7 separate regions of the Mus musculus genome follow, and all the other regions are linked to region 6. A link is a contact called in public Hi-C, HiChIP or PLAC-seq, capture Hi-C and promoter capture Hi-C data. All regions are on one chromosome and are shown on one strand. The core of a region is the stretch at or near the end of the contact, and the rest is flanking DNA. Distances in the headings are between cores, read along the strand shown.

Region 1 (3,613 bases), core at 561-3,060, 840 kb before region 6:
TGAGCATCTAAAGGTCGAGGACCAAGCCTGACACCTCACTGAGCCCTGAAACATCCAAAAATCCACCTCTAAAAATGCCATCTTCTTGATCTCTATGCAGAACTCTCTTCTGGCCTGCGAGTTTCTCCTCCAAAATGGGGCGAATGTGAACCAAGCAGACAGTGCCGGCCGGGGTCCTCTCCACCATGCCACCATTCTTGGTCACACAGGGTAGGGAGCCATGGAAATGGCACCATGGGGAGGAAGCTTTCTGGGAGTGAAATTGGGGGATGCCTGTTGCTGAATTTAGCTCTCTTCTCTAGGCTCGCTTGCCTGTTCCTGAAACGGGGTGCTGATCTGGGGGCTCGAGACACAGAAGGCAGGGACCCTCTGACTATCGCAATGGAAACCACTAATGCTGACATCGTAACCCTGTGAGTATGCCGAAGGGGCAGACTGATGCTTGGACAGTCCTCGTTGGGGTGAGACTAACGTCAAAACCTGACTTGGAGGGTGAGGTCTGGGGTGTGTGTGTGTGTGTGTGTGTGTGTGGAGAGGGGTGTGGAGCAGGAGCATGGACCAGTTGGGTGAGATACTGAGAGTTCACCTGGGGAGCCATTATTAGGACACCAACATTGCAAAAATGTTCGTGAGTGTAAGCTTTTATCTTTAAGCACTAGTTATGGACAGACATTTTTAAGGAGTGACACAACTCAAGAATTGGACAGAGGATGGGGATTTGGCGAAGTTCCAGGTCTTTTACTCCTTAATCCCCACCCTTCAGGCTACGATTGGCAAAGATGAGGGAGGCTGAAGCGGCCCAGGGCCAGGCAGGTAAAGTAACCACGTATTTCACCCCGACCCCGACCCCAGGTCCATACCGAAATGCCTGACCCCTTAGTACCCAACTGCATTAATACCATTGTTTATTCAACAAACATGTTTTGGGCACAGCGAACGTGCCTGACCTGTGGAACAAAGGTACTGTACTTAGGATGCACCCACACTTTAAAGTGCTTACCCTGCCAGGACCACCCCTACTGTGTAGCCCGGCTGTCCAGCCTCCCAGTCTTTCCTCTGATTTCCTTAGGAGACGAGACGTATCTCGACATATTCCGAGACTTCTCCCTCATGGCGTCGGACGACCCAGAGAAACTGAGCCGTCGCAGTCACGACCTCCATACTCTGTGATTCCAGGCTCCTCCCCACCCTGCCCCATTGAAGTCTCCATTAAAGTCTCTCAGCTTGGCTTCTTTCTTAGTTCATTTACTGTGCGCCACCTGGGGGCCCGGCAGAGTGTTTGGCACACTGGCCACCCAGGTGCGGGTAGCCGTGGTTACTCAAGAGGCTAGGGTTTCTCTAAAGGAGGAAGTTGACTAGCACCCGGTGGCTTGGCGGGAGGGGCTTTCGAGCCCAGGGGACCAGGGAAGCCACCGCGTGGGAACCTGGGCTCGCTGGGATGGCCCGAAGGCATCCCGGGAATGCGATGGCTCAGCATCCGCCCCCTCGGGAGTTCCCGACCGGGATCCAACCCGGAGACGTGGATTCTCTCAGACTAGAAGGATGGACTGGAGACTCCATCCTCGACTAAGTTGTACTAGTGAGGTCATGCACATCTGCAGGGAACGCGGGGCCGTCGCGGCCACATCCGCAACGAAGCCTGTGAATCATTCCACCCCCGCTCCAGTCGGCCGGTCCAGCCTGTTCGCCCCATCTCTCGCACTGGCAAGGCCGGCTCCCACCCATAGCAGAGCCCGGCCAGCCCACGGGGGCGTAGGGCGGGGCGCTAAGGGGCGGGACTGTCGCTTAAAGGGCCACTGACCGCTGCCCTTAGGCCACTTCCTGGGGGTGGAGAGGACCTCAGTGCCTGCTGCGACAACCCAGGAAGGCGGTAACGCCCGAGCCCTGAGACACTGTTCCCAACAGAGTCCCGGGACACTCTCAGCTCTGACTGCAAGAGCATCGCCTCTCCCAAGCCATACAGAACTGCTGGCTACCGGCTCCTATCAGTTGCGCCTCCATCTTTTGGGACACACGCCCCTAACCCTGGCTGGGCCTCTGAACAGGTCCTCGGAACCCGACGTGGACTCTACAACTACAAAAGCTCAGAAACTCAAACTGATCCTTTCAGCGTCCGACCGGTGCTCACCACCGTCACCTGCTGGTTGAATTTCGGAAACCCACTGTCTGAAGAGTACAGGAGGGAATCGCTGACCACGCACAATCAGAAGCGTCTGGACCAAAAGCTCCCTGATCCTGTCTGGCTGCCGTCTGTTCCTTTCATCGGTTCTTTCATCCTCTCGGGGATTTTTGTGTCCTGAAGCCCCCAACCACCACCAAAGTAGCTTGGGTGAGCTACAAACTTTACTGTCTTGTTCTCCAACCTCTGCCTCCAACTTAGCAAGTCTGAACGTTACCACCCAATTCTTTCCAAACCCCCAAATATCTGCTTTTTCCTTCTCCTTGCCTGTCTCTTATATTACCCAAAATTTCCCCCCCTCCTGTGTCCTCTTTACCCCCTTCCTTTGGGGGTCCCGTGACCCTAAATGTGGGGGGAACACTATATTCCACTACACTGGAGACCCTGACTCGCTTCCCAGATTCCATGCTGGGGGCCATGTTTAGGGCTGACACCCTAATGCCAGCCAACCTTAACCCGCAAGGAGATGGCCATTACTTCATCGACAGGGATGGCAAGGCTTTCCGGCACATCCTCAATTTTTTGCGGCTAGGCCGTCTGGACCTGCCCCGTGGGTACGGAGAAACTGCCCTTCTTAAGGCAGAGGCTGACTTCTACCAGATCCGGCCCCTCCTGGATGCCCTGCGGGAATTGGAAGCCTCTCGGGGTACACCTGCATCCACAGCCGCCCTACTCCATGCAGATGTAGATGTCAGCCCCCGCCAGGTGCACTTCTCCGCTCGAAGGGGCCCCCACCACTATGAGCTGAGCTCTGTCCAGGTGGACACCTTCCGAGCCAACCTCTTCTGCACTGACCCTGAGTGTCTGGCTGCCATGCGCAACAGATTTGGTGTGGCCATTGGGGACAGGGCAGAAGGAGGTCCACATTTTCGGCTAGAGTGGGCCTCCCGCCCCCAGGAACTCCCTGAAGTAGAGTATCAAAGACTGGGGCTGCAGCCACTGTGGACTGGGGGGCCAGAAGATCGTCGGGAGGTAGCGAACACGCCTACATTCCTGGAGGAGGTGCTACGGGTGGCTCTGGAACATGGCTTCCGCCTGGACTCTGTCTTCCCAGACCCTGAAGACCTTCTGAACTCTAGATCCTTGCGCTTTGTGCGCCACTGAGGGTGCTGCCCTCCACTTGACTGCAGAGGAGGGGGATGAGTCAGCCAAGGGGCCTGTGGCTCTTCTAAAACCTCTTTCTAGTACTGGTGTGGTAGCTATGAAAGTCAGGGATTCCACCATACCTGGCCAGAGCCTAGAGCTGGGGTTCCCAGATCGAGCTGCCCCCTTCCACCCCACAAGACTCACGAATGGTCCAGAAGGTCTACGCGGGGGCTTATCCTGGGAAAGCATCGTGGATTCTCTAGCCTGTTTTTGCTTGAGGATGGGTCCTCTGTATTCAGAAGTGTGGCAAAGTAAGATAGCACCTCTTTGCCCAGGCTAAACCTAGCA
Region 2 (3,415 bases), core at 383-2,882, 800 kb before region 6:
CCAATGGTGGTGCCAGGTGGAGCCTGGACTTCCATCTGGAAAGGGAAGCAGACAGGATTACTGTCAAGCCAGGACACCTTGGCCAGCGCTCTTCACTGGTGCCAGCTGTCTTCTGACTGTTCAGACCCTCAACTAAACCGCCCCCACTCCTATTAAAGCCACAACTCTTTCTGCGCTGCTTACCATACACTGCCCACCAACCACCCCAAAACCTGCCATGCCCACCTCCTGAAGACCACAGGGGCAGCAGCTGCAGCCACAATGAAGTGGGCGGAGGAGCCGGAGCACCTCGCGGTCCCCAGGGTCCGCTAGGCGGATTCGAAATGGTCGGCGGGCACCACAGCACAGGCGGGCACAACAGTTGCTCTCTTCAGCTGCCTGACCCAGTTGCTGTCCGGTTCCGGAGCGAAGTTCATACATATTACAGGTCTCCCAGCCTAGGAACGCTGGGAAGGGCAACACGCTGAGGCTCGGGGGCCACCTGCCCAGAAGCTAACCACTGCCATAAAGATCATGAAGCCCATCTTGCTCCATCCATCTCCTACTCACTTTCCACTCGTTCAGCCTTCTGATGAATCAAGATTTGATCAATCTGTAAAGAGTTAAGAGCAGCGTTGACCTTATCCGTCACCTCGAACTTCAGTTCTCCTCCCAGCCATCCTCTCTCTCACTCACCTGCACTAGGAATTCGAGGCCAGGAGGCACCCCTGGCAATGGCACGAAAGGAGCAGGAGGCCCTGGAGCCACTGGGCCTGGCGAGGGGAAGAGAGCGAAGCCGGGAGCAGGGGCAGGCACCTGGGTGGGCACTGGAGCTTGTCCCGGTCCAGGATGCAGAGCCACCGGCTCTGGATACCCAGATGGCACGGGGTAGGGAGGTGGGGGTGAAGGGGCATAGCCTTTGGGGGGCAAGTAGCCTGTAGGGGAGCAGGAGTAGATTAGAAAGTTATCTGTGGACTCTTCTTTCACAGCCCAAGGACCAGGAGCACCCGCGGAAAACGTAAGAAGAGGCAGAGAATGATGGGGCGGAGGGGCAGGGCGGTGGCTCCCCAGGAGGAAGGGAGGGCCCCACGCAGCCAGTCTGAGCACATTCCTGGAGAATGTGTTCGACACCCGGCACCCAATTTCGTGGGGGCAGGGGGGAATAATGGAGACCCCAACCTAGCGTCAACGTACCTGCCATGGGAATCAGGAGGGGAGTCTTGGGCTTTTGGCGTAGGGGAGACTTAGTTCTGGAGTGGGACAAGCTCGGGAACAGCTAGACAGACACAGAAACAAAGACGGACAGGCAGAGGCGAAGAGGTAGCTGCGCCCAGTACGGGCCCAGGGTCTCTAGGGCGGCACCTAAGACTCGGGGAGAAACCGAAAGTGTCAGCGGGCGGGGCGGGGTACCTAGGACCCTGAATTTTCTTAGGGGCCCCAGGACCGCCCCCTCCCTTTGTTCTCCCATTTTTTCTACGGAGATGGCTGTTGGCAGACGGCAGGGCAGATGGTCCTGAGGTCAGACAGATGACCTGACCCCGAGGAAAGTCTCCTTAACCCCTCTATGGTCCGGCTCACCTGAAGCCCCCAGAATAAGTCGGGGGGCCACGCACTCCGGGGCTCACAGGCGCTGGTGGAGGCGGGCCCAGATCTGACCCCACCCCCGGGTCGCCTAAGTCCCGCCCCCCAGTCCGGGCGGGGCGACTGCGCAGAAAGCAGGCGCTTCTCCTCCCCCGGGGCCGCGGACCTTGGACCTTGTGCGCTTTGTTCACCGTGGTTCCGCCCCTTCCGCTCCGACTGCAGAGGCTTGGAGACCTGGCCTGTTGGAGGGTGATTGCGGCCCTATCCCCAGCAGCAAGACCCTCGCCTTTTCCGCGGGTTGCTGCTCTGCCTCCCCACCGCGTGGCTGCTCCGGTCCCCGGGATCCTCCTCCCAAGGGCGGGGCGGGCCTCGCTGACGCAGCGGAACACCATTCACACTCATTCCTTGCCTCCCAGACTTGGCTCGGTGTTCTTCTCAGGGCGACCTCGCTGTGTTCTCCCCCTGTCACAGCGTTGACCCACTCAGTCACCTCTCAGTTCAGGCACGCCCATTACACGCGTGACAGACTTTCAAAAGGTAACAGTAATGAATGTGCATGAGGTAAGGCTCAGGGAAAGACACTTGAACAGAACAGGCCCTCCATTCCCCAGTATGGAGGCAAAACATGCAATCCCAGCGTTTGGGAAAGGAGAGGCAAGAGGAGAGTCACAAGTATGAGGCCAGTCTGTTTTACATAGTTCCAGACCAAGTCAGGGCTACAATAGGGAGACTCTCTCAAAAGACTCCTTTCCTCAAAAGAAGATAGCATAGTATCTGGGCAGGTGTGGAGGATCGCGAGTTCCAGGTCAGCTTGGGAGTGACCTGGGTCACTAGGGGAGATATTAAAGAAACAAAGCCGAAACTAGCCCATCACTTGTGCCTGGGTCTTAACTTCCTATCAATTGTATATTAGTGCTTGGGGTGCAGACTAGGGATTCTTAGAATTCTAGTTTTTATTGTACAGCCTAAACTGAGAACTACTGTGTCAGAACAACCCAGGAGGCTGTGGGCAGGCCAAGGTAAGGGAGAGGTTCTTACAGAAATCTGGTCCTACTGTGGTGGATTGCACCAGAGACCAGGGCAGTGAGGCAGTGTTGATGTGTATATGAGGGAACATGACTTCATTATGCCTCAGAGATAGGATGTAAGGAGAAAATTGCAAGTTGAGTCATGCTAGGCCTCTGAGACCCTTCTGCACAGCACAGACCCCTCCTCCCCCTTGCCTTGCTGTGCTATGTCATTTACTGCCTGCCCGTGCAATCCCTGGCTTCATATATCTTGGTCTCTCTGTTGACCTTTCACCTCTAAGATCCCGTTCCTTTGGGGGTACTTCTTACTAGTGCTGAAAACCCAGCAAATGAGCGGAAGGAAGCTTTAACTGTCCCCAAATGCCAAATAAGCCCACTTCAGTGTAAGGTTGAGCACAGAGCAATGGGTGGTCTTACCAACAAGGGCCATGTTTCCACTGCTGAGGTCTGCATTCTTTTTTTTTCTTTCTTTCTTTTTTATTAGGTATTTTTCTCGTTTACATTTCCAATGCTATCCCAAAAGTCCCCCATACCCACCCCCCCAATCCCCTACCCACCCACTCCCTCTTTTTGGTCCTGGCATTTCCCTGTACTGGGGCATATAAAGTTTGCAAGTCCAAAGGGCCTCTCTTTCCAGTGATGGCTGACTAGGCCATCTTTTGATACATATGCAGCTAGAGACAAGAGCTCCAGGGTACTGGTTAGTTCATATTGTTGTTCCACCTATAGGGTTGCAGTTCCCTTTAGCTCCTTGGGTACTTTCTCTAGCTCCTCCATTGGGGGCCCTGTGACCCATCCAATAGCTGACTGTGAGCATCCACTTCTGT
Region 3 (3,563 bases), core at 578-3,077, 950 kb before region 6:
GTACCCCATTCTGCTATGATGTAGCAGTACCACTACCCCATTTGTTCCCACTTGTCCCTGTCTTGTAACTTGTAAAAAGCCCAGGTCTGGGCCAGGCATCCTGACTGCCACACGTTATCTAGTTCCAGCACTATGGATGCAGGTGTAGAGGCAGGGCTGCTACAAGTTCAAGGCAAGCCTGTTCTATATTGTGTTCTAGGTAGCTTCAGTAACAGAAGGAAGTTCTTGGCTCAGCAGCAGACTGACTGGCTCTGGAGAAGACTGGAGTTCAAGTCCCAGCACACACATAGTGGCTGGCAGATGCTAACTCCAGTTCTAGGAGATCCCATGCCATCTACTGGATTCATTGGGCACTGCATGCTTGTGGTACACACTATGCATGCAGAACACCCAAACACATAAAGTAGCTTTTGTTTGTTTTATGACAAGGTTTCTCTGTGCAGCCCTAGCTGTCCTGGCACTGGCTCTGTAGACCAGGCTAGCCTTGAACTCAGAAAACTGCCTGCCTCTGTCTCCCAAGTGCTCAGATTAAAGATGTGCACCACCACTGCCCAACACATAAAATATCTTTAAAAAAAAAAAAAAAGCAAAAAAATCCTCCAACTCTCTTCAGCCCCCAGGGGGTATCGGGGTAGCGGGGAGAGGAGGTTCTGGCCCTAAGAGGAAATAAGAACTCAGAAAAGTTCAGAATGGTACATGCTTTGCCAGGAAAGTCTACTTCAAAACAGCCTAATATATCCCAATAGATCTCGCTGCAATATTACAGACTCTACCATCCCAAAATAATACTATGGAACCTGATTAATAAGCCAGAATAGCCTAATTGTCTCACTATAGCCCGGTCTACATAAAAACACTGCATGCCCAGCATATTGGCTCACACCTGTTTATTTCAGCTCTGGGGGCTAAGGCAGGAACTCCATGGGTTCGAAGCCAGCCTAGGATACAAGGAATAAAGCCCTACCTCCAAACAAAAGAACAAATCAAAACAGGCAAACAAAATTACAGACTATCTCTATCTAACTCGCGTGCAGACGTCTGAGAGCGAGCATCCCAGCTCACCAAAAGATAGATGGCTCTAATCTCCGCACAGCCTAGCATAACCTCAAGCATCACTTCTTTGCCTTTTGGCTAAAATCATGGAGAGAGAATGGCCAAACAAACCAGTGTTCCCCATTCCTCCAACCTAATTTTCTCGCCATCCAGCCCTTTCTTCTATGTGTCCAAATATAACCTTGTCCGTCTTGGGATGGGCTTTCTACCTTAGCACAGTACAATATGCTATGCTCCACTACAGGCCAGAAACAGTCCAAGGTAGACCGGTCTCCCTCAATATCGCCCAATCCACTCTAGCATACCCACCGTCCTTCCCAGTCTAGGCCTCGCGCTTACCCAAAATCCTGATCCATGGACTTGAAAAAGTACTTGGCGCCCGCGGGCCGCTGCAAAACGCTCTTGAAATCGCCGAGCGTGATGCGCTCCGCCGGGACAGGGATCTTCACCAGGTAAGGAGTCTCTTCTTCATCCAGATGGTAAATCACCTTCGTCTCGCCTACACCACCGCCCCCCGCGCTGCTGCCCGCCATGGTCTCGCTCGCGCGCTCCCGGGCTCAGCCGCCCACCCAACAGGACTAAGCGCCCCCGCCGCGCCTGCGCACACCCGCAAACTGACGCGCTAGCGCCAACAGCGCAGGGCCAGTGCGGAAGACGTGCCCAAGGAGGATGGCGGGGACCAGCGGGCTGATCGGGAAGAGCTGTGTGGCGAGACTCAAAACCTAGACCGCACAGTCGAGGGCCACTAGCTCCACGGACGTCGCGAGCAGCACCGAGGTCCCCGCCCACCTCTCCCCATGCCACGTGACCCAAGCCCGCCCACTTTGCGCAGCCGACTGTGCTTCACGTGACTTCCTTGAGTCACGTTACTACAAGCTCCACCTAGACACTCACGTGACCACTGCCTTGAGCAACGGTCTTCAGCCCTAGACGACTCCGCCCCCAAACGTGTACAACCCGCCCCCCCCCCTCCCAAGTACCTTAGCAAGCTTCTACTCTTGGAATGCTGGCAACTGGCCCCCACTTTGCCTTACCCATCTGAGGTTCAAGGCACCTCAATAGCAACTATAAGAGGGGCGGGGATATGGGCTGATGAGTGAGAATTGTAACCTGGGACCCTTAGGGCAGTACTCCTACTAGACTGTACTTGGGATGAGAAAGCCGAAATAGTCTTCAGAGATGTCTGAGGGGCATTAGACAGTGCCCAAGCCAGATTTGGCCCCTAAACTTCCCATCTCCACCTCCCAAATTGTGGAATTACAGCCCTGGACTTACAAGTGGCCTTCAGCCCCAACTCCACCCAAGACTTCCACCAGGTTTCCCAAAGATCCCCTCCCCAAATAGGACAAGGAGGGCTGTAAAACACAAGAGCCCACTCTGCTTTATTTACAACACGCAGGCCGTCTGTCTGAGCAGCCGGCCAACAGTATTAAAAACGAGGCGAGTGCTAATTGACACCTTTTTCTTTCCTTCCTCACTCCACAGGCTTTGGTACTCCACCTCTGAGCAACCTCGCTCAAATGGGGGAGCCCCAAATTAAAAATACATCCGGTGTAAAAGAAAGTAAACGGGAGAGAGAAGAAACATGAGGGGAGTGCTGTATTTACACTACAGTTTTATAGACAACTATCCCATTACATCCCAGTTTGAGCCCTGGACCTGCAAGTGAAAAGGGTACAGGGTTGACTGGACAGAGATTCTGTCTACAGATCCAGCCTCCCCGACCCAACTGTAATGGGGTCAACTTCAAGTCCATGGAGCAGGAAGGACAGAGTAGAAGACACTCATTTCCAAATACGTCTCCCTTGGGAATTGTGGCCCTCAAGTGGGGACAGCCTCCTCACTCCAAGGGAAGGCTGGGGACCCTGAGGCTCAGTTCCCAAGTAATGTCACAAGTTCCAGCCTTAGTGATGTCAGGGTTCTCCAGATTTGGGGAGACCCCCTAACCGCCGGGCCTCTGGCCGAAGTTCCTTGCATTTCTGGCAATAAAAGAAGTCGGGAACGTTGGTCTTCTTAATCTTAGCACAGGAGAGGTGGATCCACGTCCCACAGAGGCTGCACTCAATCATGGGCCGCCCCGCAAAGGGCTTTCTGCAGTAACACGTGATCAGATCCCAGGAGTCGTCACCTGGAAAAGACAAATCTCTTTAGTGTTCTGCTTCAAGGCGTCAACTCCTAAGAGCCCCCAAAGCTATCACCTCTGCTCCCCACCCCGGGCAGCCCAACTTCTCACCTGATTCTACCATGATGTCCTCATCCATGACCCGCATCTCGCCTTCACTGGAGCTAGCATCTCCATCTTGGCTTGTTTCTGTGCTGCCCACATCTTTGCCTTCACTGTCAGTAGGGGGAGCACCTTCAGAGTGCACTGTAACAGGGGGCCTGGGGGCCTCAGGGGGTGTTGGGAGCACAGGGGCTGGGACTCCACCCCCCACTGTCATCTCTTCCTCATCATCTTCCTCTTCTTCCTCTTCCTCCTCCTCTTCAGAGTCTGTATCACTGGGAGGAGC
Region 4 (3,634 bases), core at 1,062-3,561, 860 kb before region 6:
CAGTGGCTGTGCGTTCCACACCCACACGGTCCCCTTCGACAAGCTGGTCCAGGTCCTGGCCATATTCCTCCAACACAGAGCGCCCGTCCCGCAGCACTGAGCAGCCTGACACTACCCAGGAGCCTCCCTTCAGCCCGGTGGCACTGCTCGGGAAGTCCAACACACTGGGATCCAGTGCTGTCACTCCAATCTCAATGGAGCCACTCCAGGAGTTGACCTATGAGAGGGTGGTGGACAGAGTTTCTGTATGAAATCCCATCACCAGAGGCCACATTCCAGAGCACCGTGTGCCTCTCACCCTGTCCTCTGAGGCCACTGACATAGACACACAAATAATTTTTGGAACTAGCCTCCATAACTACCAGGACCCACTGGCTCTCAGCATCTGTGTCTGCTGACACGTGTTTTAGCACATCACCCCCTCTACCCACTGAACAAGCTGGTTAAAGGCCCTGGTTTTAACCCGATCTCCTCTTACTTCCCAGTCTCTGTAGCTCCTCAGCCACTCCAATCCCATGCTTCTTAGGTCCACAATGCTCGCTCTCCTACATCACTCTCATTCCCAACCCCAATACTCTAGTAGGGCAAAGCTCCACCCAAATTCATTCTCTTCTCTTTCCAAATTCGTTTTGGAGTCAAGCAAGTCACATACACTCCCTTTTTCGCATGTCTCCTCATCTATCTTTCTGGTTTGGGACGTTTGTCAACAGTTTGCGCTTTTTATTATTTCTCTACTCTTCCATCTCGGGCACCTGTCAGTCTTCCATCCCTAAGAGATTGTGCTAGACGTGTTCACTAGCCATTCTAACCACCGGACCCTGGCTCCCTGTCCTGCGGGAAACGAATGCTCCTTCAGAATGAATGTGTCTGCTCCGTGTCCTTCTCCTTTCTCTTCCCCGGTGCACTACAGTGTGCCGGCTCGCTATCGGTACCTGGAGGCTCGGTTGGAGATGCAGACCTTCTGGCAGTCCTACCGCTTCTCCCTCCCGTCCCCTCCCACTCCCCTCCACACCTCGTTTCAGCTGCCCCGGCTTTGCACCTTGCGGTCGATGCGGACGGTGAAGACGCGTCCATCGCGCAAGGGTTCTCGGCTCAGCACCAGCCCGTGGTTAAACTCTTGGCCCGGCTGCTGCCGCCGCGCCGTGCGCCCGCAGGCCGACAGGCTGACCAAGCGCCCGGTGCGCGGGTGCAGCTCCCCGCCACCGCCGAGACCCCCGCCGGACCCCAGGCCTGGTCCGCTGCTGCCAGGGCCCCCACCCCCGCCGGGCCCCGGTCCTGGCCCGGGGCCCGCCCCAGAGCCCCCACTCCCACCCGACCCCGCCGCCATCGCCGCTGATACCGCGGCCGCGCGACAGCCGCGCTTGGCGGCACCGTGGCAACCGCGGCGGCCAGACGCCCTGGGGGAATACGGCCGGGGGGCTGGGGCCTGGTGTGCTTTACGGCACTGAAGCGTCCGCAGCTAAGGAACCGAGGTCTCTCACGAGGGGAACGGAAGGACGACGGGGTCGGGGGACTGCTTTACGGCCCAGCGGGACGACAGAGGCTACGAGAGCCGGGAAGATTTGGGCTGCTTTTGCGACAGTGGATGGCAGAATCGCCCGCCGCAGGCGTCTTTGCGACGAAGGCGTGCTGGCGCCCAGATACACTTTGCGACGTCGCCCGGCGCCTTGGACCCAACCCTTGTTAGGGAAAAGCGACATATTAGAGCATTCGCCTTAACGCAAGGGCTGGTGGCTTCCCCTAACACCGCACGCTTTAAGGCGATGGAAGTAAACGCTATCTTCGGGACAGAGAAAAAGTAGTTTTATAAATCCAAGTCTCAGCCCTTCACAGTGCCGAGGCCGGAAATGTCGCAATCCGATCACGCATCACACCTCTCCTTGACCCAGTCTCGCACCTCACCCCGCTCCGGCCCCACAGACTTTGCATCACACCTCTCCTACCCGCACACATTTCAAGGCCAACTTGAGCTCTGTGCCAATGAAACTCTTAAATCTTAAAAGTTACTAATAAAAATCCTAGCGGTGTCCCGTTGGGTAATCTCAAGGGACAGAGCGGACACCTCTGAGAGGTTACCTGAGAGCTATTAACAGAACCCAGCCCTACTCAGGCTCTCCCTGGTGTTGCGGGGCTGTGACATCACAAGGCTCCTCACCGCTGGCCAGGCCCCTTGACTGTGATTGGTTGATTCGGAGAAGGGCGGTGATGGAGAAGGGCGGGAACAAATTACAGAGACAAAGAAAGTCTTGGGGTGTAACAATAAGGGAAGGGTGTGCGGAGGAACTCCCAGGCTGAAGTCTGATAGTCGACCTTTCACCTGCCTCAGCGCCAGGGAGAAGAGGCAGAGGAGGTCCGGTCTGACCCGGAGCCCCCAGCGCCCACCGCCCGCCGCGATGGGGGCAGGGCCAACGGGCAGGGCTATGTGCAGCTAGAAGGGTAGGCAGTGGAATTGAAGTGGTTACCAAGTTGAGCTATGGAGAAGCCGGAGTCTCTCGCACCTGTTAGTGGCCTCAGTGCAGAATCCCCTGGGGGGGTTTCTAGGGCAGTACCTGGCAGTGCCAGAGGTATGCAAACAGACACCGGATTACCCCCCGGAGTAGCCTTGCTTCGCGGTCCTGGCTCCCTCTTGCATTCCGGGAACCCTGTAGTCCGCAGTCCTGGTCCAATTCAGCCCTCTGAAGGGGCAGTGACCCTCAATTCAGGACCCGCTCCGCAACTTCAGGAGGTTGCAAGCCTTGGGTCCAGCACATCCCCTGGCACTGGAACTGGTGCAACTAAGGCGTCCACCCCCGGGCCGGAGGAGGCTAAAGTGTACAGCTCGGAGAGTAGTACACACTCCGGGACATCTTTCACGGAGCGGCCTCGGAGCATCCTAAAAAACAGCAGCTCCATTTTGATAAAGAAACCCCCCGGTTCGGAGAAGTAAGCAACTCAGCTGGTTTTTTTTTTTTTTTTGTTTTTTTGTTTTTTTTTTTTTTAATGGTTTTAGAGCTTTATTGTAGAAAGGCAGGGGGAAAGAGCGAGGGAAGGAGGGCTAGAGAGTAAGAAAGGTGAGAGCTTAAATAGCAGCAACTCAGCTTTTAGCCAGCAGCCCTGAGACGGGAGGGAGGGAGGAGTTCAGGACACCTTGAGCTGAAGCCAAGAAAAAAACAGAGTCCCAAGGCCCTGGTTAGGGAGAGGTGGTGAGGTCAAATAGGTTGGAAATCTGAAGTTCCATGACTTGGAGAGGGCAGCAGGTGTCACAGGAATCCTGGCCACACAGCACTGATTATCACTGGGTATCTGGCTCCCATCCTAGCCTCTACGAGGGAATATAAGAAGAATTTTTTGAATGCCGGGAAGAATGAAGGAGACCTCTCTGTTAGGAGAGGGTCGCCAGAAGAGCTTCCTCCTTTGCTCCTTCCCTCACCTTAGGAAGTCTCAGCGCTGGGATGAAATGAACATCTTGGCTACCTACCACCCTGCTGACAAAGACTATGGCTTTATGAAGGCGGATGAGCCCAGAACCCCCTACCACAGGTGCTAAGCCCTAGCTTTTGAGCCTAAACTGTATTCTAACATGTGGCTATGAGGAAGAGGCAGAGAAGCCTCGGGGCACAAACACTGCCTCCTCCTCCTCCTCCTCCTCCTCTGC
Region 5 (3,361 bases), core at 255-2,754, 940 kb before region 6:
GACTAGGACTGCTTATAGCCACCATCCAAAATAATCCTCACCCTAAAGCAGGAAGTGGAAGAAATAAACAGACTGCTAGAGAAGGAACTGAAGTCCAAGCCACCTCAGTCACCTCTTCTACCAGAACCACCAAGGTCCTTCTGGGAATTCTGACCTGGGCTGCCAAAGCCTGCATGCTACTCAGTCATTTCCCCCCAGAATCTGACTTCAGGAGATTTACTCCAGAGGGCATGTTCATTAAGAAGTGATGGTAAGCCAGGCGTGATGGCGCACGCCTTTGATACCAGCACTGGGGAGGCAGAGGCAGGTGGATTTCTGAGTTCGAGGCCAGCCTGGTCTACAAAGTGAGTTCCAGGACAGCCAGGGCTGGGGGCAGGGGCGGCGGGGAGGAATGGTAGCTGAAACAATGTTTACCTTGGAGAAAAGCTTGAGGGAGAGAACCCAGAGATACCTGGGTTCATCCAAACAGTCTCTACACTCCAAGTATCCCTTCATAATCGCTAGAGTCGCCTGGAGAAACATGCCCACCTTCAGATGCAAGCTCTCCAGCTAACAGCCAGCTTGTCTAATGAGACACCCAACTTTAATGTGCATCTGACAACTAAAGATGCCTATTGGAAAAGCATCGTTTTCTGTCCCAGGGTCTTAATAATAAGCCCATACACACAAGCTAGAGAATTCCAGAGCCTTTTTGGAGGAGCTCCTTCACACCCAAGGCTTTTCCTCAAGTTCCAATTCCTGCTCCATATGCCCTTCTACCCACCCACACCACTGACAAAGGAGTCTGACTTTCAACAGGAGGGTCTTTCCAAAGCCCATATCAATAGTTCTGGCTACCAGCAAACAGGTGTTCCCGGCCTCTTCTTTCTTTAGCAACAACTCTAGCTTTCGTAAGGAGAGCACCATTCTAGCCCCCGAGAACTGCCAAATCCTATCCCATTTAGGCAGATTAAGAAAGAAAGCAAACCCAGTAAAAATCATGGTTCTTTTATTAAGGGCTGAACCTTGCTTAAAGGTGTCCTACTTCTCCAGCGGGTAAAGCTCTGGCCAAGGCTCCCTTCCTAGGCCCAAAGCAGAGGCCCAGCACTATCCAAAATTCCGCGAGCACCGCGGACAGAGGACCCCACCACTGGCAGCACCCAAGCAAACTCACCGTGCGGATCTGCCTCCGCAAAAGGTAAATAAAGAAGCTCCAGAGCTTGGCGGCGAAGGCCACGAACGTGCGCAGCCCCAGCAGACACTGCGTCCGCATCATCCCGATGACCCCGGCACCGCCGGCCCCGGGGCCCCCGCGGCCCAGCTCCGCCAGCCCCCCGGGGGCAGCCCCCCGCCGCAGGGAGGGGGAACGGGGGCCCCGAGCGGCAGGAGAGGCTGCAGAGATGAGCACGGAGTGGGTGGCTTAGAAAGCCACCCCCAGCGAAGGGAAAGCCCAGCGGAACCGGGAACTGGGGGACTGGCGTGGGCAGCCCGCGGGGGCCCACATGAGCGGGAAGTGGCACCGACGACTTCGCGTGGGCTGCAGGCCGAAACAGGTCGGGCTAGGACAGGGTCCTCTGAGACCAGGAGGGAAGGGGATGGAGAATTGGGGGAGGGGGCAGTGGGGGAGGGGGCTAGGGAAAAGGGAGGGAGGGAGATGGGAGGGGAAGGGGGAAGCGAAGGGTGGCCTTCTGCGCAGGCGCGCTAGGGGTCTGCCCCGGGAAGGGGGCGGGCGGGGGCGGCGGCGGCGCGCGGTGGGCCGCGGCGATTCTCGGGGGCCCCCTGGGCGCAGGAGCTGGGGAGGAGGGGGAGGGGGAGCCGAAGGGCACGGATCGCTGGGCCGGAGTGGCCTCCCCCTCCCCGAGGTCAGGATCGCTTAGCCGCTGAGGAGCGGGGCTGCAGCCTCTGCAGCTAGGCTTCCCACTCTGACAGGCGCCATTTTACCGCCCAAAGGGCTCCCTCCTCTCTTCCCTCCTCCTCTTCCCCTCTGACATTACTTCCGGTAGTGACGTGTATTCACTTCCCCGGGATTGCTGTTTCCCTCAATTCATTCTGAGGAGGGAGGGGAAAGTTAAGGAAAGCTCTCTGCTCTGACCCCGGGGTGCAGCGTTACGCACGCGCACTAGGTTACTGCGGGGCGGGACCTGGAGAGAAGCCAGGCGCCGTGTGGGCGGGGCCGAGTGACATCATTTATTCCCAGGTTCGAACCTTCTTCGGGATTGGAGCTCGTGAGACCTCTGTCCTTGTCCCCATCCCACTGATAACTGTTCCAACGGCCCTTCTGGCTCCAGTCATGGTGCAAGAGTAGATTAAGGATGTTGTCTCTAGGACTGTGTACAGAGACTCTGGAGCGGCCCCTCCGTGTAAGCCCCCTGAGAATACGGAGCATAAAAAAACCAGGCTCCTCTTTCCGGACTTTGCGGTCCTTTAAGGTTGGAAGCAATCGTAAGTGCCCCGCCTCCTCGGTGGTGACGACATCAGAAGGCGTCCTGAGGCGTCAGAGATGCTGGACTCGTTGTTGGCCATCGGTGGTTTGGTGCTTTTGCGAGGTGAGGGATCAAGGCATGCGGTGGTAGCCTTGGGCTTGGCTGAAGGAGCGGGAGCCTGGAGGACCCGCTGGGGATGGATACCCAGCTAGGGGTGGAAGTCGTGGTCGGAGCCCTGAGGGCTCAGTAGGTCTCACCCATCCTTGGCTCTCCCCAGATTCCGTGGAGTGGGAAGGGCGTAGTCTCCTGAAGGCTCTTATCAAGAAATCTGCACTTCGGTGAGTTAGCCCACAGTTTCTCCTCTCCTTCCCGGAAAGGGAGCCGGTACCCCCACTCTTCAATATATTTCCTTCATCTCTGCCTTAGTGGGGAGCAGGTCCACGTTCTGGGCTGTGAAGTGAGCGAAGAAGAGTTTCGCGAAGGTTTCGACTCTGATGTCAACAGCCGGTGAGTATACATTAAAACAGGTTTCATTCGGACTACAGCTGCTAAGGACGTCTCTTCAACAGACAGCACAGAATCTCATACTGTGGAGAAACTGGTATCGTAGGGTTTGGAACAGTAAAAATTAAAAGACTAGCGAGATGGGTTTTTTTTAGAGACTTTAGCACCAGCTTGCCGGCTTGACTGAAGGGACATGAATGAGGCTGTTGCTCACTCAACAAAAGAGAGCAGTAAACGCTTAGATAGTTTGCTGTATATACATAAGCATTCTGGCTTTAATGTTTGCACGTTAATGCATAGTCAACCAAGAAACACTTGAGTTTCTTCTAAAGTTGATGTCATCATCTTTTATATAAGTGTCCTTGGAGTTGGTTTGTTCTAGGCCTTATTATAAGGCTCAAGACTATAGATGCTAGAATTGAACTGAAAACACAAGGCAGGATAAAGGAACATAC
Region 6 (3,599 bases), core at 1,091-3,590:
GGCAGCTAAGGAGAGAGAATTATGTTGAGTCCATCCTTTGACATTCCCAGCTTCCCCCCCCACCTCCCTCTTCCCATCATCCAAGGTACCTGTGGACTGGCTGTTGAACCGGTTCACGAGAGCAAGCGCAGATGTCGTGGCGGGCTCCTTCCGTAGGACTCTCTGGGACAACGTGTTCAGGCCAGACTGAGACTGAGGAGCAAAGGGTGACTCTGAGGGCGTCCTTGTCCCGGTAACCTGGCCAGAATATGCTACAAGGCGCATTTCAGCTGCTTGCTAAAGGACCCATCCACTCACAGTTCACAGAACAATACTGATACAGCACGGTCTGCCTGCCTAGCCAAGAATCTACTCATTGCTCCACGTGAAAGGGGTTATTAAGAAACAACTGGCAGCCAGCAGCAGTGGCACACACTTGGGAGGCAGAGGCAGGGAGACCTCTGAGTTCTAGGCCAGACTGAGTTCCAGGATGGCCAGCGCTACTCAGTGAAACTGTCTTGAGAAAAACAAAAGTAACTTGCAAAAATAAAATGAATAAAAAGAATGAAACAACTTGAGAGCGTCCAGCACACATCCACAACCCCAGCACTAAGGAGGTGGAGGCTCCTGGTTAGGAGAAAGGCAGCCTGCAGCCTGAGCTAAAGAAGACCTTGTTTTGTTTTGTTTTTTGTTTTTTGAGACAGGGTTTCTCTGTGGAGCCCTGGCTGTCCTGGAACTCACTCTGTAGACCAGGCTGGCCTTGAACTCAGAGATCCACCTGCCTCTGCCTCCCAAGTGCTGGGATTAAATTAGTGCACCACCACCGCCGCCGCCCAGCTAGAAGACCTTGTTTTAACATCACCCTCCACAAAAATAATTAAAAAGCAAAGTAAATGAACGAATGACAAAACAACCCAAGGCAAGAGGCTACTACACCAATTCCCCTGACCCCAGCCCACCGCAGGCACATCACTGCCCAGTCTGGATAGTTCTAAACACATCACCCAGGCTTATGTAAGAGCCTGAGCTTGTGAAGTTGAAACAAAACTTCATCTCTTTCTAGGAACAGAACATAGGGATACTGATGGCTTTAGGGGTGTTGCAGGATATTTGACCACACTGTGACCCTCGGGGATGACAAATTAGGCCAGGAGAATAAAAGATATGTTTACACTTGGGTCACTTCACTTTCAAAGTTCTCTGAGTAATAGATATTTTCCTGTGATAGTAAATCAGGGTAAAAGTAACAGGACTGCACGCTTGTCAGTTTGACTCAGGGCTCCACAGAGGAGGAAGCTGGGACAAGGAAAGAGATAGACTGTCCAGGATGCTCAGGTCCCACCAACAGGGAACAGACTATATACAGTGAAGGGCTCTTCATCTGGGGGTGGCCACAGGATCCCATCATGTAGCCAAGTGCGTTACGGGTGTGCTGTATTACAGGTGTGCACCACCGTGCTTACTATCTCCAGTGTGGCGCACACGCACGCACATACACACAGCATTTCAAATCTACTTGGATTCTTACTTCCCACCGCTCAGTACGATACATTCCAAAGCTGGAGTGTAGTATGGATGGTACATCAAAACTTGGAAGCTCTGGGGTTTCATACCCAGGGCCGTACATAAATATTTAGATCATTCGGAACCTTTTAAACCGTAACCTTCTATTCTATAATCTATTTCCTGTGTAGTTAATTTTTTCAGACTCGAGAGTGAGATTCACGACCCGAAAGCACGATGATGTTTGCTCAGTCCCAACTATTATTGTACGTGACGAGCAGGCTCAGCTCTACGGAAGCCCTCAGATTCAGGTTGGCAACATCTGCTACGGTAAGACTGCAAGTGATCAGACTGAGTTTTGCAAGCAAATTCTTGAGGCCCACACGTCGGAAACGCTTAGAGTCCGGCCATTTGCAAGGCCAGCCTCTATCTTCATGGACTCTTCTTCCGGGGGACGTGGGGCGGGGAATGTGGCCAGGACCTTACCGTCTTTGAGCCGTAGGGCCACGGGTAGGCGTTCTCCTTCTGAGCCATTCTCCAGGGCGAGAGCGGGAGGGGAGCTGGACAGAGAGGGAAACAACAGCGAAGGCAAGAGATGCAGAGGCAGATCCCCGGGGAGTGCAAGCCTGGGCGGGCAGAAGGAAGCGAGTCAGCACGCAGCCAAGGTCGGGGGTACTCCTGCACCTCTCCTTCCAGGCGGATAGCGGGCACGTGGATCCGCCCAACGGAACCCGATCAGCCCCGTGGACCACTGCAGCCCCCGCAGTTCCCCGCAAAGCCGCAGCCTACGCCACTAGGCGCTCGCACACGGAGAACCGGTTTACCCCGCGACCCGGACGCTTTCGAATCTCCCGCTCTAGGTCCATTGGCTGAGCCGCCACTCAGCCCACTCTCATTGGCTACGTTTTTTGTGATGTAGTCATTGAAACAGAACGAAGGTGTGGCCTAAGAGGCTTCTTTTTACTAGTTTGAAACTGTGTCCCAAGATGTGCACGCTCCTTTTTCTAGTTATAAAAAATTAAATATTTAAATTGGGCGGTGGTGGGGCGCACGCCTTTAACCCCAGCACTCGGGAGGCCGAGGCACGTGGATTCGTGACTTCGAGACTAGCCTGGTCTACAAAGCGAGTTCCTGGTCAGCCAGAGTTACACAGAGATACCCTGGGGGGAGGTAGAAAATAATAATTATATATAAATAAAATATATAGAGTAAACATTAATATGACCGAGTTCTTTCCGAAGACCTTGGTTAAATTGTCTGGTTTCCACGAAAATTTAGATGCTACCCTTAATATGATCTTTGAAAATACAGTCTTTTTTCAGTATCTTTGGTGTATTGCCTTTACAATGCCCCATAATATTCAATTCAAGCAGATGCTTAGGTCTATTATATATACAGACATAATATTGTATATGACACAGTATTTGCATAGGGTCTGTAATTCTCTAGGCTTCATTGATTAATTCCTAGATCACCTAACTACCTAATACAATAAAAATACTGTGAGACAGCAGTAAGACCTAAGTTAGGGAATATGATGCCGGGAAAGTCTACTACTCAATACAGATGCAATCTTCTAGATGGGATGGGTAGAGGTGTAGGTTAGACAGACAGACAGACAGACAGACAGATAACAGTTGAATCTGTGGGTGTATAAATCATGAATTTGGAACTGCATTTCTGGGTTCTCTATCCTACCTGTCTGTTTTGTATTTGGTTTTTGTTTATTCAAGACAAGGTCTCTCTGTCCAGCCCAAGTTGGCCTTTAATTCAGCCCAGGCTGGCCTTGAATTTCTAATTATCTCACTGCACCACTGACAAGCCCAGTTCATTTCTTCCGTTTGTATTTTCTTAAGTATCCTGTTTTCCTAGGAAGAGCTTTCAGCCAGTGGCATGGTCTACATTCCTGGGCTAGGTACACTCAAAATCCACTCTCTTGCACATTTTTTGCTTATGTGTCCTTACTATTTTGTTCTTTAAAATCCTGCAAGGTTTCTGACAGTAGGCTTGTAATTTTAGCACTCTGGAGCCTGAGGCAGGAGGATTGCTAGGAGCTCCAGGCTACAGTGTGAGCTGTTTACTCCAAAAATATATATAAATTAAATCCATTTCCAATT
Region 7 (3,158 bases), core at 181-2,680, 880 kb before region 6:
CTTGCAAGCGTTCCAGTAAGTTGGAGATTAAGATATCATTTAATATCCTTACTTAGTGGTAAAGAAATTAAAAGTACAGTAATTTGAAGTGATTTCTCAAAACTATAGGTGGCAGTGCATGCCTTACATCCCAACACGAGAGGCAGAGGCAGGTGGATCTTAAGGCCAGTCTGGTCGACTGAGTGAGTTCCAGGACAGCCAGAGCTACACAGAGAAACCCTGTCTTGAAAAACAACAACAAAACCACCACTACCACCAAAAAGGTTTAGATTCCTAGACCAGATTTTTTTGTTTTGCTTTTGAGTCAAGAATTCACACTGTACAGACCAGACTGGCCTTGAACCCACCTGGCTCTTACAGGATTAAGGGAGTGCTCCACCACGCCTGCATTATCTAAGGAGTAGGAATCCTGATCGCTCATCTTTAGATAACGTCAAAGTAATTTAATATTGCACTGTTTTGTTTTTTTCTATTCTCCTGCTCCAGTTTCTCAAACTCAGAGATTACAGGCATCATAAATTTCAAGACCAACTTTATGTGCTGGCTTTATAACAAGTCTCAGCCTCCTAGCGATCTGGCAATAAAGTCTGTGTCGCCTGGTCCAGAGCCACTCTTCTCATAGGGAGTTTGATTTTGGAAGAAACATTAGACATTTCCTTTTAGAAACCTCAAGCCGACCTGGGAAAACAATCGGAAACGCTATGTAGTTCTCTTTATTTAGGATTTAGAAAGGAAAAGCTTCTATGCGAACCTTAGGAATCAACACTAACCAGGGTTTAGACAAGATGGTGGCTTGTATCGGATAGCTCTGGATACTGAAACTATAGCGCACAAGTTGTGTAAAGTACCGAAGCCGGGATGGTTGTAATCCGACCACACTAGCGTGAGAGCAGAGTCTCCCACGGAAAGCAGTCTCTTGAGCACGTGCAGAGCTGGGACAGCGATTCGGAGAAGAGCCACACACCTAACTAGAAAGGTTCTCAGAAACGTGTTTGTGAGTTGTTCAATTCCAGTTAAAGCCGAGGTGTGGCGCCTGCTCAGACGCATGCGTTCTTGACGCCGCAAGCAGCACAGTGGCGTGGTCTTTTCAACACCCCGCGTAGGGACGACGTCTGAGGTGGAAGGGGCGTTTAGGATTCCTAACACGCATGCGTTGAGACCCAGGCGTTTCCTTCGGAGGGTGTGGAGTGCAGGGTTCTGTATTGCGCAGCCGCAAGGGTTGCCCGGTAGAGCGAGCTGTCGCTCAAGGGGAGGGAAGAAGAGGTTGAAGGGATTTAAAAAAAAAAAAAAAAAACCCGGTGCGCCTGCGCATTGCCGACTGGTTGGAAGCACTACGGACTGGAAAGGGGCGGGGTCACGTGTGTGCGTCATCCGATGGGTAGGTGGGAGAGAGGGTGGAGATCGGGGAGGGTCCATGCGCTTGCGCAGTGCGGGGGTGGAAGGTGGTGGAGCTACCTAGCACGCTTGCGCGGCTGTCATAGGGCTGCTTGGTTGGTCAGTGGGGAGTCGGCGCCTGCGTACTAAGACCCGTGTGCAGCAGCGGCGGCGGCGCTAGAGGCGGCGGCGGCGGCGGCGGCAGCACAGTAGCGGGTTCGGAGGCAGCAGTTGGGCTCGCGGCGAGCGGACCAGGTCAAGTCAGTGCGTTCGCGCGAGGTGAGAGCGGGCAGGGCGCGCCTGCGCGTAACCTCGGTTTGAGCTACGAACGAGAGACGGAACTACGCGGGGGTCGGGGAGGGGGGCAGAAGGGAGCGGCGGCTGTCGCCGCACGGGTTCGGTGAGGGAGCGGCGCGAGGTGCGGAGAGGCGGGTGCAGGGCCCGGTTGGCGCGAGGGGTGACGGTTGGGGCCGGCCGGGTGACGTTGGAGCGACGCAGGGCGGGGGACGGCGAGCCGCGAGGCCGCCACGCGGGAGAGGCCGCCAGGCGGCCACGCCGGGGCGAGGGCCCGGGGCCAGATCGGCCCAGACAGGGCAAAGGCTCCTGTGCGGTTGAGGACCGGCGCTGCGCGGCCACGTGAGGTGGGGGAGGGGGCTGTTAGGTGAGGGCATGTGGAGGGGGTTGGCGGCCGGCGGGGGGAGGGGAGGCGGCATGGTCCTGGCCTGGCGCAGCTTTGGGGCAGGGGCAGCCGTAGCACCGGAAGTGTTCCCCATTGGAGGCTGCCCTCGGGGTCCGAGGCCATGCGGCCGAACGTTGACCGGGGCCGCATGGCTGCACGGGGACCCCTCCCCCCTGGCCCGGGCCACCGGAAGCCCCGGGCGACCACATGGTGGGCGCGAGCCGGCAACCCTCAGCGCAAGGAGCTCTGGTCTTTTTTGGGTTTCTCCGGAGCCTTGGATTTTGGCGTGCGGGAGAGACCCTACCCTTGGGTCTCACTCATCCCGCAGGGCCCGTTGCAGGCATATGTTAGTGTTCCCCAGCCTCATGGGCCTCTGGAGCTCATCCCTCAGTCTTCATATGAAGTGAGACGTCCAGCCAGATGTAAGTGGTACTGCTTTGCTGGGGAAACCGGGAAAAGTGGGGAAACTGAGGGCGATTGGACTGATGCCCAACTCTTTCTCGGCCCATGCCGACAGCGCCTGAAAGTAGTGAGCTTCTAGTTCCCCTGCGGTGATCTTCGATCTTCACCATGCCAGTGCCTTCCCTGTCGTGTTTTGTTTGGGAGTTACTGTGTTTTAAAGTCCTTTACTCTGCCAGCCTAGTACGATTTCTATTACTACTACGAATCTTTTGCTTTCATTTTATTGTCATTCACCACCCCTCACTTTCTACTGACTGTACAGGCTGGGCCTGAAAAGCCGACAGGACTGGTGCATCCTGGGAAAAGTGGGAGGGCCATCGACAAAAGGCTGAGTTCCCTTCGGGAACTGAGATCGAAATGTTTGGCAGTGGGATCCTTTAGGAAACTACTTTCTCTCCCTTGACTGCATCTGCAAGTGCACGTTGGAGGCGGGAATCCCCCAAAGAGGCCTTGTGGTTTCCTGTACCAATGACTGGCTTGTGTGTGGACAGGGTGGGGGGGTGGTGTAACAACTGGGTGGGGCCTTGTCCTCCGTCTCCACCCCTCCATTAGCCCCGCCCTTCAGCTGGCTCATTGCTGCTCACCTAATTATAGTCCTGGCAGAGTGTGGGGAAGAGGGGGTGGTTGGTTTCAGTGGCGAGTA

What was found. Promoter capture Hi-C pulls out the DNA fragments that hold promoters and counts their contacts. A called contact is a pair of places that touch in the nucleus more often than the background predicts. HiChIP or PLAC-seq counts read pairs in DNA pulled down with a chosen protein or histone mark. Capture Hi-C pulls out chosen DNA fragments and counts their contacts.
Region 1: a contact with region 6 is called in an H3K27ac HiChIP or PLAC-seq map of embryonic stem cells, with 2.4 times the contacts expected there. The contact joins the promoter of Kctd11 here to the promoter of Aurkb in region 6. A contact is called at or near these places in 2 of 39 promoter capture datasets (cranial neural crest and liver) and 5 of 115 datasets of contacts at active chromatin or transcription factors (bone marrow-derived macrophages, embryonic stem cells, memory CD8 T cells and 2 more).
Region 2: a promoter capture Hi-C map of the C10 cell line shows a contact between it and region 6, with 6 times the contacts expected there. The contact joins the promoter of Plscr3 here to the promoter of Aurkb in region 6. A contact is called at or near these places in 10 of 39 promoter capture datasets (the C10 cell line, cranial neural crest, embryonic stem cells and 5 more) and 4 of 115 datasets of contacts at active chromatin or transcription factors (astrocytes, bone marrow-derived dendritic cells, embryonic stem cells and 1 more).
Region 3: a contact with region 6 is called in an H3K4me3 HiChIP or PLAC-seq map of bone marrow-derived macrophages, with 4 times the contacts expected there. The contact joins the promoter of Dvl2 here to the promoter of Aurkb in region 6. A contact is called at or near these places in 13 of 39 promoter capture datasets (the 3T3-L1 cell line, the C10 cell line, HPC-7-derived erythroid cells and 9 more), 6 of 115 datasets of contacts at active chromatin or transcription factors (bone marrow-derived dendritic cells, bone marrow-derived macrophages, embryonic stem cells and 3 more) and 2 of 9 other capture datasets (liver and macrophages).
Region 4: a contact with region 6 is called in a Hi-C map of B cells, with 8 read pairs. The contact joins the promoter of 2810408A11Rik here to the promoter of Aurkb in region 6. A contact is called at or near these places in 5 of 39 promoter capture datasets (the C10 cell line, the HPC-7 cell line, cranial neural crest and 2 more), 1 of 484 Hi-C or Micro-C datasets (B cells) and 4 of 115 datasets of contacts at active chromatin or transcription factors (bone marrow-derived macrophages, embryonic stem cells, memory CD8 T cells and 1 more).
Region 5: a contact with region 6 is called in a promoter capture Hi-C map of erythroid cells, with 3 times the contacts expected there. The contact joins the promoter of Elp5 here to the promoter of Aurkb in region 6. A contact is called at or near these places in 9 of 39 promoter capture datasets (the C10 cell line, the HPC-7 cell line, cranial neural crest and 6 more), 1 of 484 Hi-C or Micro-C datasets (B cells), 7 of 115 datasets of contacts at active chromatin or transcription factors (bone marrow-derived dendritic cells, bone marrow-derived macrophages, embryonic forebrain and 4 more) and 2 of 9 other capture datasets (liver and macrophages).
Region 7: a capture Hi-C map of macrophages shows a contact between it and region 6, with 2.5 times the contacts expected there. The contact joins the promoter of Eif5a here to the promoter of Aurkb in region 6. A contact is called at or near these places in 8 of 39 promoter capture datasets (the C10 cell line, the HPC-7 cell line, cranial neural crest and 4 more), 4 of 115 datasets of contacts at active chromatin or transcription factors (bone marrow-derived macrophages, embryonic stem cells, large pre-B cells and 1 more) and 1 of 9 other capture datasets (macrophages).

What each region holds. Positions count from the first base shown.
Region 1 is chr11:69,879,182-69,882,794 of GRCm38.p6, reverse strand. Kctd11 (potassium channel tetramerisation domain containing 11) reads left to right here and starts at 1,810. Exons shown (of 1, transcript NM_153143.4): 1 at 1,810-3,613. The coding sequence starts at 2,585. The coding sequence ends at 3,283. It overlaps Acap1 (ArfGAP with coiled-coil, ankyrin repeat and PH domains 1), which reads left to right. Exons shown (of 22, transcript NM_153788.3): 19 at 101-210; 20 at 303-413; 21 at 764-813; 22 at 1,070-1,228. The coding sequence ends at 1,170. It overlaps Mir6924 (microRNA 6924), which reads left to right and starts at 701; the gene lies at 701-763.
Region 2 is chr11:69,844,834-69,848,248 of GRCm38.p6, reverse strand. Plscr3 (phospholipid scramblase 3) reads right to left here and starts at 1,632. Exons shown (of 8, transcript NM_023564.4): 1 at 1,558-1,632; 2 at 1,174-1,341; 3 at 676-914; 4 at 550-592; 5 at 226-446; 6 at 1-35. The coding sequence starts at 1,180.
Region 3 is chr11:69,998,856-70,002,418 of GRCm38.p6, reverse strand. Dvl2 (dishevelled segment polarity protein 2) reads right to left here and starts at 1,827. Exons shown (of 15, transcript NM_007888.4): 1 at 1,393-1,827. The coding sequence starts at 1,586. Phf23 (PHD finger protein 23) reads right to left here. Exons shown (of 5, transcript NM_030064.4): 4 at 3,287-3,563; 5 at 2,408-3,181. The coding sequence ends at 2,967.
Region 4 is chr11:69,899,591-69,903,224 of GRCm38.p6, reverse strand. 2810408A11Rik (RIKEN cDNA 2810408A11 gene) reads left to right here and starts at 2,311. Exons shown (of 9, transcript NM_001382461.1): 1 at 2,311-2,922; 2 at 3,415-3,519. The coding sequence starts at 2,474. It overlaps Neurl4 (neuralized E3 ubiquitin protein ligase 4), which reads right to left and starts at 1,409. Exons shown (of 29, transcript NM_001013414.3): 1 at 1,040-1,409; 2 at 1-217. The coding sequence starts at 1,327.
Region 5 is chr11:69,979,378-69,982,738 of GRCm38.p6, reverse strand. It overlaps Elp5 (elongator acetyltransferase complex subunit 5), which reads left to right and starts at 1,504. Exons shown (of 9, transcript NM_018740.2): 1 at 1,504-1,532; 2 at 2,177-2,525; 3 at 2,680-2,740; 4 at 2,829-2,909. The coding sequence starts at 2,480. Ctdnep1 (CTD nuclear envelope phosphatase 1) reads right to left here and starts at 1,571. Exons shown (of 8, transcript NM_026017.2): 1 at 1,154-1,571. The coding sequence starts at 1,255.
Region 6 is chr11:69,044,378-69,047,976 of GRCm38.p6, reverse strand. It overlaps Aurkb (aurora kinase B), which reads right to left and starts at 2,340. Exons shown (of 8, transcript NM_011496.2): 1 at 1,969-2,340; 2 at 90-192; 3 at 1-5. The coding sequence starts at 2,016.
Region 7 is chr11:69,919,658-69,922,815 of GRCm38.p6, reverse strand. It overlaps Eif5a (eukaryotic translation initiation factor 5A), which reads left to right and starts at 1,430. Exons shown (of 6, transcript NM_181582.4): 1 at 1,430-1,653.